2 separate regions of the Sus scrofa genome follow, and region 1 is linked to region 2. Evidence: chromatin contacts called from public HiChIP or PLAC-seq data. All regions are on one chromosome and are shown on one strand. The core of a region is the stretch at or near the end of the contact, and the rest is flanking DNA. Distances in the headings are between cores, read along the strand shown. Region 1 holds the start of EMILIN2 (EMILIN-2). Region 2 overlaps EMILIN2 (EMILIN-2).

Evidence for each region. HiChIP or PLAC-seq counts read pairs in DNA pulled down with a chosen protein or histone mark.
Region 1: an H3K27ac HiChIP or PLAC-seq map of alveolar macrophages shows a contact between it and region 2. The contact joins the promoter of EMILIN2 here to the enhancer-like site in region 2. A contact is called at or near these places in 13 of 47 Hi-C or Micro-C datasets (adipocytes, embryonic fibroblasts, epiblast stem cells and 7 more) and 2 of 2 datasets of contacts at active chromatin or transcription factors (alveolar macrophages and skeletal muscle).

The regions. Positions count from the first base shown.
Region 1 is chr6:103,785,208-103,788,255 of Sscrofa11.1, reverse strand. It overlaps EMILIN2 (EMILIN-2), which reads left to right and starts at 1,335. Exons shown (of 8, transcript XM_021096135.1): 1 at 1,335-1,669; 2 at 2,170-2,292. The coding sequence starts at 1,536.
Region 2 is chr6:103,734,732-103,737,575 of Sscrofa11.1, reverse strand. EMILIN2 (EMILIN-2) reads left to right here. Exons shown (of 8, transcript XM_021096135.1): 5 at 2,039-2,416. Among named protein-coding and RNA genes, the nearest start is that of LPIN2, 48 kb to the right of the region's middle. Within about 2 kb of position 1,340, at least 44 of the 83 cell types and tissues checked have an H3K27ac peak or open chromatin away from gene starts, as enhancers often do. A contact at or near this core is called in alveolar macrophages, embryonic fibroblasts, fetal liver and 3 more, where this site is marked.

The sequences.
Region 1 (3,048 bases), core at 86-2,585, 51 kb before region 2:
TTCTTCCTGTGACACTTCACCGACAAAATGGGGTTCGGATGGGGAGAATAGGGAAGTCACACAGAAAGTTAGGGGTTGGGTTATGCAAGACAGCTTTTTATCCCTTCCTGTTGCTTTCCGCGCAGGGTGGATGGCTCTTTTGAAGGCTGAGGTCATGTCATCCCATTATTTGCATGATCTCCCATTTAGAGAGTTCTCAGACAGTCTATGTCCTTACATGGTATATTTTTCTGCTCAGCTTTTGTGAAGTGTCTACTTAGGGAATTTTCTTTCTTCTATTTGCAAATCAAAAGGTTCAACAACATCAAAGCATACTAGAAATGAAATGGACCAAAGGTTTCATTTAGTTACAGTAAAGCTTTATTGTCCATGTTACAATTCACAGCCAACAGCATCCTTTAAGTTCACAGATATTGCAGTTAATCTATGCAATCTGCAAATAACCTCACCTCAGTTCATTAGACGCAGCAGGTTAACTTAAATACAGAGTTCTCTCTGCCCAGGAGAGTACAACATTCTGGTGGGGATTTTAGGTAAGGTTCTTTGGTAGACTTGATTCATCCCCAAAAGAAATTTGTAAAGTTCGTGTAACTCGAAAATAGCCAGAAAATATGCAAGCAAGTGAAAAGACATCTAGCAGTGCCTGAACTGTTTCAAAGCAAAGGCGATTATTGTGGAGAAAATGCTTTTAACGTTGGTAGGAAAAGTTCAGAAAAGGACATCAGAAGGAGAGGCTGGGAGGTTACCTTGCCAAAACCAGTGTAGTGTATATTAGTCTGATGTTGTGCTTTAGAACCTGTTGGTTAGTGTCGCTTCCAGTGTCCCCTGCTGCCCTGCATGTTGACGAGGCAACTAGTGTTAAATGGATGCGTAAGGGAAAGAAAGAGAAGAGGACCCGCGTTCATTTCTCCTAACCCCTCCTAAGTTCAGACGTGGAGGAATGGCCGCGCGTCTTGCCAGAGGAAACCCGAGTCGAGTCCGATAAAGAACTGATAAAAATGTCCCTCATTCGCCCCGGGAAGCCGGCACCCAGGCACGACGTGAGGACCGCCAGACTCGCTGACTGCGGCCGCTTCCCGAGGGGCCGGGGCGCGCCCGCTGGAAGGTGGGAGGGGAAGTTGCCCCGATTCTGGGAAGAGACCAAAGGAATGAGTAATTGGAAATTCTGTAACGGAGACCCTTTCCCCAAACCCTGTGGCCTTTTCACCCCAAACCCCCTGCCGAGCGGCAAGAGGACTGGAGACGGACGCGCTGGAAGGAGAGTCACGTTTCGGAGGGGGAAGTGAAATAAAAAGGGCGGCACCGGGGGGACCTGTGCGTCATTGAGGGACCGAGAAGAAGCGCGGGCGCACGGGGTGGAGAAAGAGAAGGGGGAGCAAGAAACCGGAGGGGGCGGCCGCGGAGCGCGGGTGGGGCGCGGCGCAGCGCCCGAGCCTCCTGCCTTTTCGGGCCGCGCCCCGGCCGCCCGCAGCCTCCCGGCGCTTGCCCCGACCCTCTCTCCGTATCCCGCCGGCGGGGCGCGCCCCGCGCGCAGAATGTGGCAGAGGACACGGGCTCGGCCCCGCGCGCCCTGGCGTTGGGCGCTGGCGCTTCTGGCCCTCGGCGGCGCGGGACTGTGCCACGCCGGCCCGCAGCTCAGGCACCCCGTGAGGCCCAGCGCCAGGAACAAGTAAGTGCGCGGCCTCGCCTCTCCCCCAGGACGGCGAGGCTCCCTCCACCTACCCCTCCCGACTCTGCCCTGCTGAGGCCATGAGCTGCAGCCGGGGTCCCCCTCCGCCTGCCGGGGTGGTGCCTCCTCCTCGGTGGCCGCGCGCTCCAGGGGCTACGCCGGGCGCCCCCAGCGACTTCTCCCTTGCCTCCCGCAGGGCTGCCTGGGGCTTGGGGCGCAGGGCGGGTCCCAAAGAACAGGGCGATCAGGAAACTACCCCCCCCCCAGGAATTACTGGAGTCGCTGGGACCTTAAGGGCTCTTTTTGCCTCTGTCTTTTGTCGGGTACAGGTTCACGCTATCCAAAGGCGCACCCGCGCACCCTCTAGATATCTGCTGGTCGAGCGCCCGCCTCTGCCCGCCGGGACCAGGGTATCCCAGACGCCCTGTAGGCTCGTCAGGTCTCCCCCAGCCTCTCTGTTCAGGTTTACACCGTGCCCTTCTCCCTTTCTTTCACCCCAGGAACTGGTGCGCGTACATCGTGAACAAGAACGTGAGCTGCTCGGTGCTGGAGGGAAGCGAGAGTTTTATTCAGGCTCAGTACAACTGTGCCTGGAACCAGATGCCCTGTCCGTCCGCGCTCGTGTAAGTCGCGGAGCCAGGGCCGCGGGGGTGGGTGGGGGTGGGGTCAGAGCGCTGGGCTCCAGCCGCTCAGCAAATCTCTTCCAGTGGTTGAAAAACTTCCGCTGAAAAGTTTGAGCGCCGACTGGGGTACCAGGCACGATGGGGTGTTTAAGGAGCGTGTGCCGCCTGGAGCGAGCGTCAGGGATGCGCCTGCCTTGCGAGCTTGCGATTGCTGAGCATAGGAGGGGACCAACAAAGCCCCCCACCCCCACTTCTCTCTTTCTCTCTCTCTTTCAATTTTATTGCTAACATAAGGCAGCTGGACCTAATTACATCCATATTGCGTGTTCTGGGGCACAGAGAAGATTCCAAAATGTATACTGCTAAAACTTGTACAAGTAGGATTAGCTGAGGGTTTGCTTTAACCAGTGTTCTAAAAGAGGCGAGTTTTGTCCAAATGTCCCCATAAAACTGACCTCTTCCAGGTGTTGGGATCTCTAAAGTCAAGTCCCAGCAACAACTTGCTTGAAAATGTGCTGTTTTTACAAGTTAGATTTGGGGGGGATTCAGCTGAGTGGTTATCAGGAGAGAATGGTCCTTAAAGACCAGGGAAAGAATTAATCTTTTTGCTTATAAAGATTTTACCATTAAAAACAAAACAAAACAGAAACAAAGAGGAAGCAAAGCAATGGAGAGCACAGATTTTGTTCCATACATCACACTCGTTCAGTTGTCATGAGGCAAGTCTTTGTGTCTTTGTGTAAGTCAGATATCAGA
Region 2 (2,844 bases), core at 91-2,590:
ATGGGGTGGGGGGTGGGGGGATGGACAGGAGAGGGGCCCAGGCGGGCTTGGACTGGAGGGAAAAGTACAGCCAGGCCCTCGGGTCTTCTGTAATTATATATACAGTATATATACTGAGACCTTACAGTGAAAACCAGCCCCCTTCTCTCCCCAGAGCCGGCCACATGCAACTCTTCCCAGCTGTTTTCTCCCCTGATGTTCACCTCTGTATTTCAAAACCAATTTACTGCCTTTAGATTGCTCTCTCTGTAAACATTACAACGTATTTAGACATGACACAGATTATTATCAGCTAGACTGCGAACATCAGTATTTCTGTTAGAAGCTAAATAGCTCCACAATAGCTAAATATGATTGTTATATTTAGCTATTGGTTTGTATTTAGCTATTTTTGGTTTGCTTTTCTCTGAATTAGTAGTGGTGCATTAGTATTTGCTGGATCTTGTGTATCTGTTTTGTATTCTTCCACCCTCCAGTACCCTCTCAGTAGCTTAACAAGTATCAGGTCATTTGTTTGTTCCATTTTTTAAAATTAGTGGCACCCTCCTGGAGATCTCTCTTCCTGACCCAATCCTGGGCTGCTTACTCTCTGGACTTGCTGTAAGCGTTCATAGCTTTTTTTTTTTTTTTTTTAGGGCCCACTGAGCCACTGGGGAACTCCAGGCAAGCATATTTTTAATCAGCAAAGTCTCATCTTTATTCTCTGGTTAGGCCGTTTTTAAAAATGCCAATTTCTTCTTGCACCTGGATGCAGTGTCTTCTGTTTCTTTGAGGCTATTACACATTTATTGTCTTGCATGATCTCTTTCTTCAAAGTTCCTTTTTATTGATTGGTTTCCTTTCTCATTCGTGTCCTTCACTGTAGCTGGTGGTGTCCCCATGTCTGGAATTCCTCCGCCTCAGTTTCTGTGTCTAACCCAGCCCTTCCCATCAGAGTCCTGAAGACAGTGAAGACCTAATGCCTTTCTATTGTGTGGTGTGAGTTAACTGATCTTCGGTGCATCTGAAATAGTAATAGCTCTGTACCATCCCTGGGAGAATTGAAAAAGGGACCACTTCATTCAGATCACTTTCTTTCAGGCTTAATTCTCTCCTGGAGTACTGGTCAGGAAAGGCTGTTTGGGAAATAGCCTTCCTTTGTGGGTAGAGGTGGCTGGCAGCCTAGCTCTGTGGGTGGAAGAGGAACATGTGTCTGATGTGCCATAATTACCTTGGCGAGTTTTTAAACAAAGCTAGACAGTGAGCCAACAGGCATTTGATTGGCAGCTTGGTTATAATTTGGTAGCGTTGGAGCCTGGGCCACTGCAGGCACCACGCAGCTTGAGGAGGTGGGTGGGGTTTGGCTTGTGCGGGTGGGATCATGGCCAGTCCTGCTTATTTTCAGATGTCTTGCAGGCCTCCAGGAAGGGCTTCCTGGAAGACTGGTTCCAGGAAAGTATTCAGAGGAAAGGGTGGCAGCTTCCTGGCTGTGTCACAGCGCCATCCTGAGAGGGCAGGGAAATGTGACTCAGGAGTTTCCTTCAGCAGAAACTCCAGCAATTGGTCATCCTGAGGCTGTGGTGAGAGGCCCAAGGCGTTGGGGTGACCACGGGGCCATCTGCTGCAGAGGCAGCCACACCTTCATGTCTGCCTGGGTCACCTAGTGTCTGCCCAAGGCAGGCCCTCGGCCTGTGAAGCCTCCACAGTGACCGTTGAGACCAGCTTGTTTGGGAGAATGTAAGGTCATAGGTGGCAACAGGCAGATCCCATCTAGGGGACTGTCATCTAGACAAATCGGGGTGTTTGGTTGCTGAAGCCAAGCGTGGTCCTGCCTGGAGCCTGTGACCATCACGGAGAGAGGCTGAAAGCCCGAGGTGGGCCGTCCACACGCTGTGGTGGCTGCGCCTGTGCTCACTGCTGGCACCAGCCAGTGACTTCGTGGATGCCTCGGGGCAGCCCTCCCAGCGCACACCTTTCGGGGAGCCTCTCAGAGGGGCCGGAGGCTGAGCTGCGGAGCCTGCCTTTTTTAACCCTGTGTATTTCTTTCTACTTTGCGAAGGCTCAGCGGAGGAGTCCTCGGAAGCGCCCCCTCCTCCGCCCCGAGGGACCCCGCCCCCAGCGGCACCTAGCGACCCTTCTCCAGCACTGCCACCACCGCAGCCCAGCCCGCCGCCGCCTCGCGAGGACCCAGGAAGGCCGCACACGGGCCAGCGGCCGGTCCTGCCCCGGAGACCCACCCAGCCGCCGCCCTCGAGGGCGTGGCCCGGCTGGATGGGGCTGCCCTTCCTGCCCGGCTCCACCGGAGTCATCACGGAGACCGGGGAGGCCGGGCCTCCGGGCAGGGTGGGCGTGTCGGGGAGGGGGCTGCCCCAGGGCGCCGACGGCCACACCCAGCCCGGGCTCGTCCCCAGCGCTGAAGGCTATGCCGGAGCTCCAGGTAAGGCTGCCTGGGCCCTGGGAGCTGCTGCGGGGTCTCTGTGGTCACAGGTCCAGCCTTCAGGGCACGAAGTCCAAAACAGCTGTCTGCAGGTGTGGCAGGACCCTGCAGTAACACCTTATACTTTAAATGGATTTGCCCCCGGGGGTTGTGGTACCTGGACCCACACAGGTAGCTGGTTCATCTTCCCAGCAGGGAGCTACCAGGAGGTTTCAGGGTAGCAGAGACAAGCACACGAGTGGGTAGGCTGGAAGCTTGCGCTCCAATCCCACCTCTGTCAGGACAAGGCTCAGCGTTAATGTTCAGTGCTTGGCTGGTTCAGTGCTTGGCTAGGAGGTGCTCTGTGTGAGCTGTGCATGTCAGCACCTGGTGGAGAGGTAAAGGCAAGAGTGAGAAGGAAAAGGGAGGAGCATTTAGGGGACACCCAC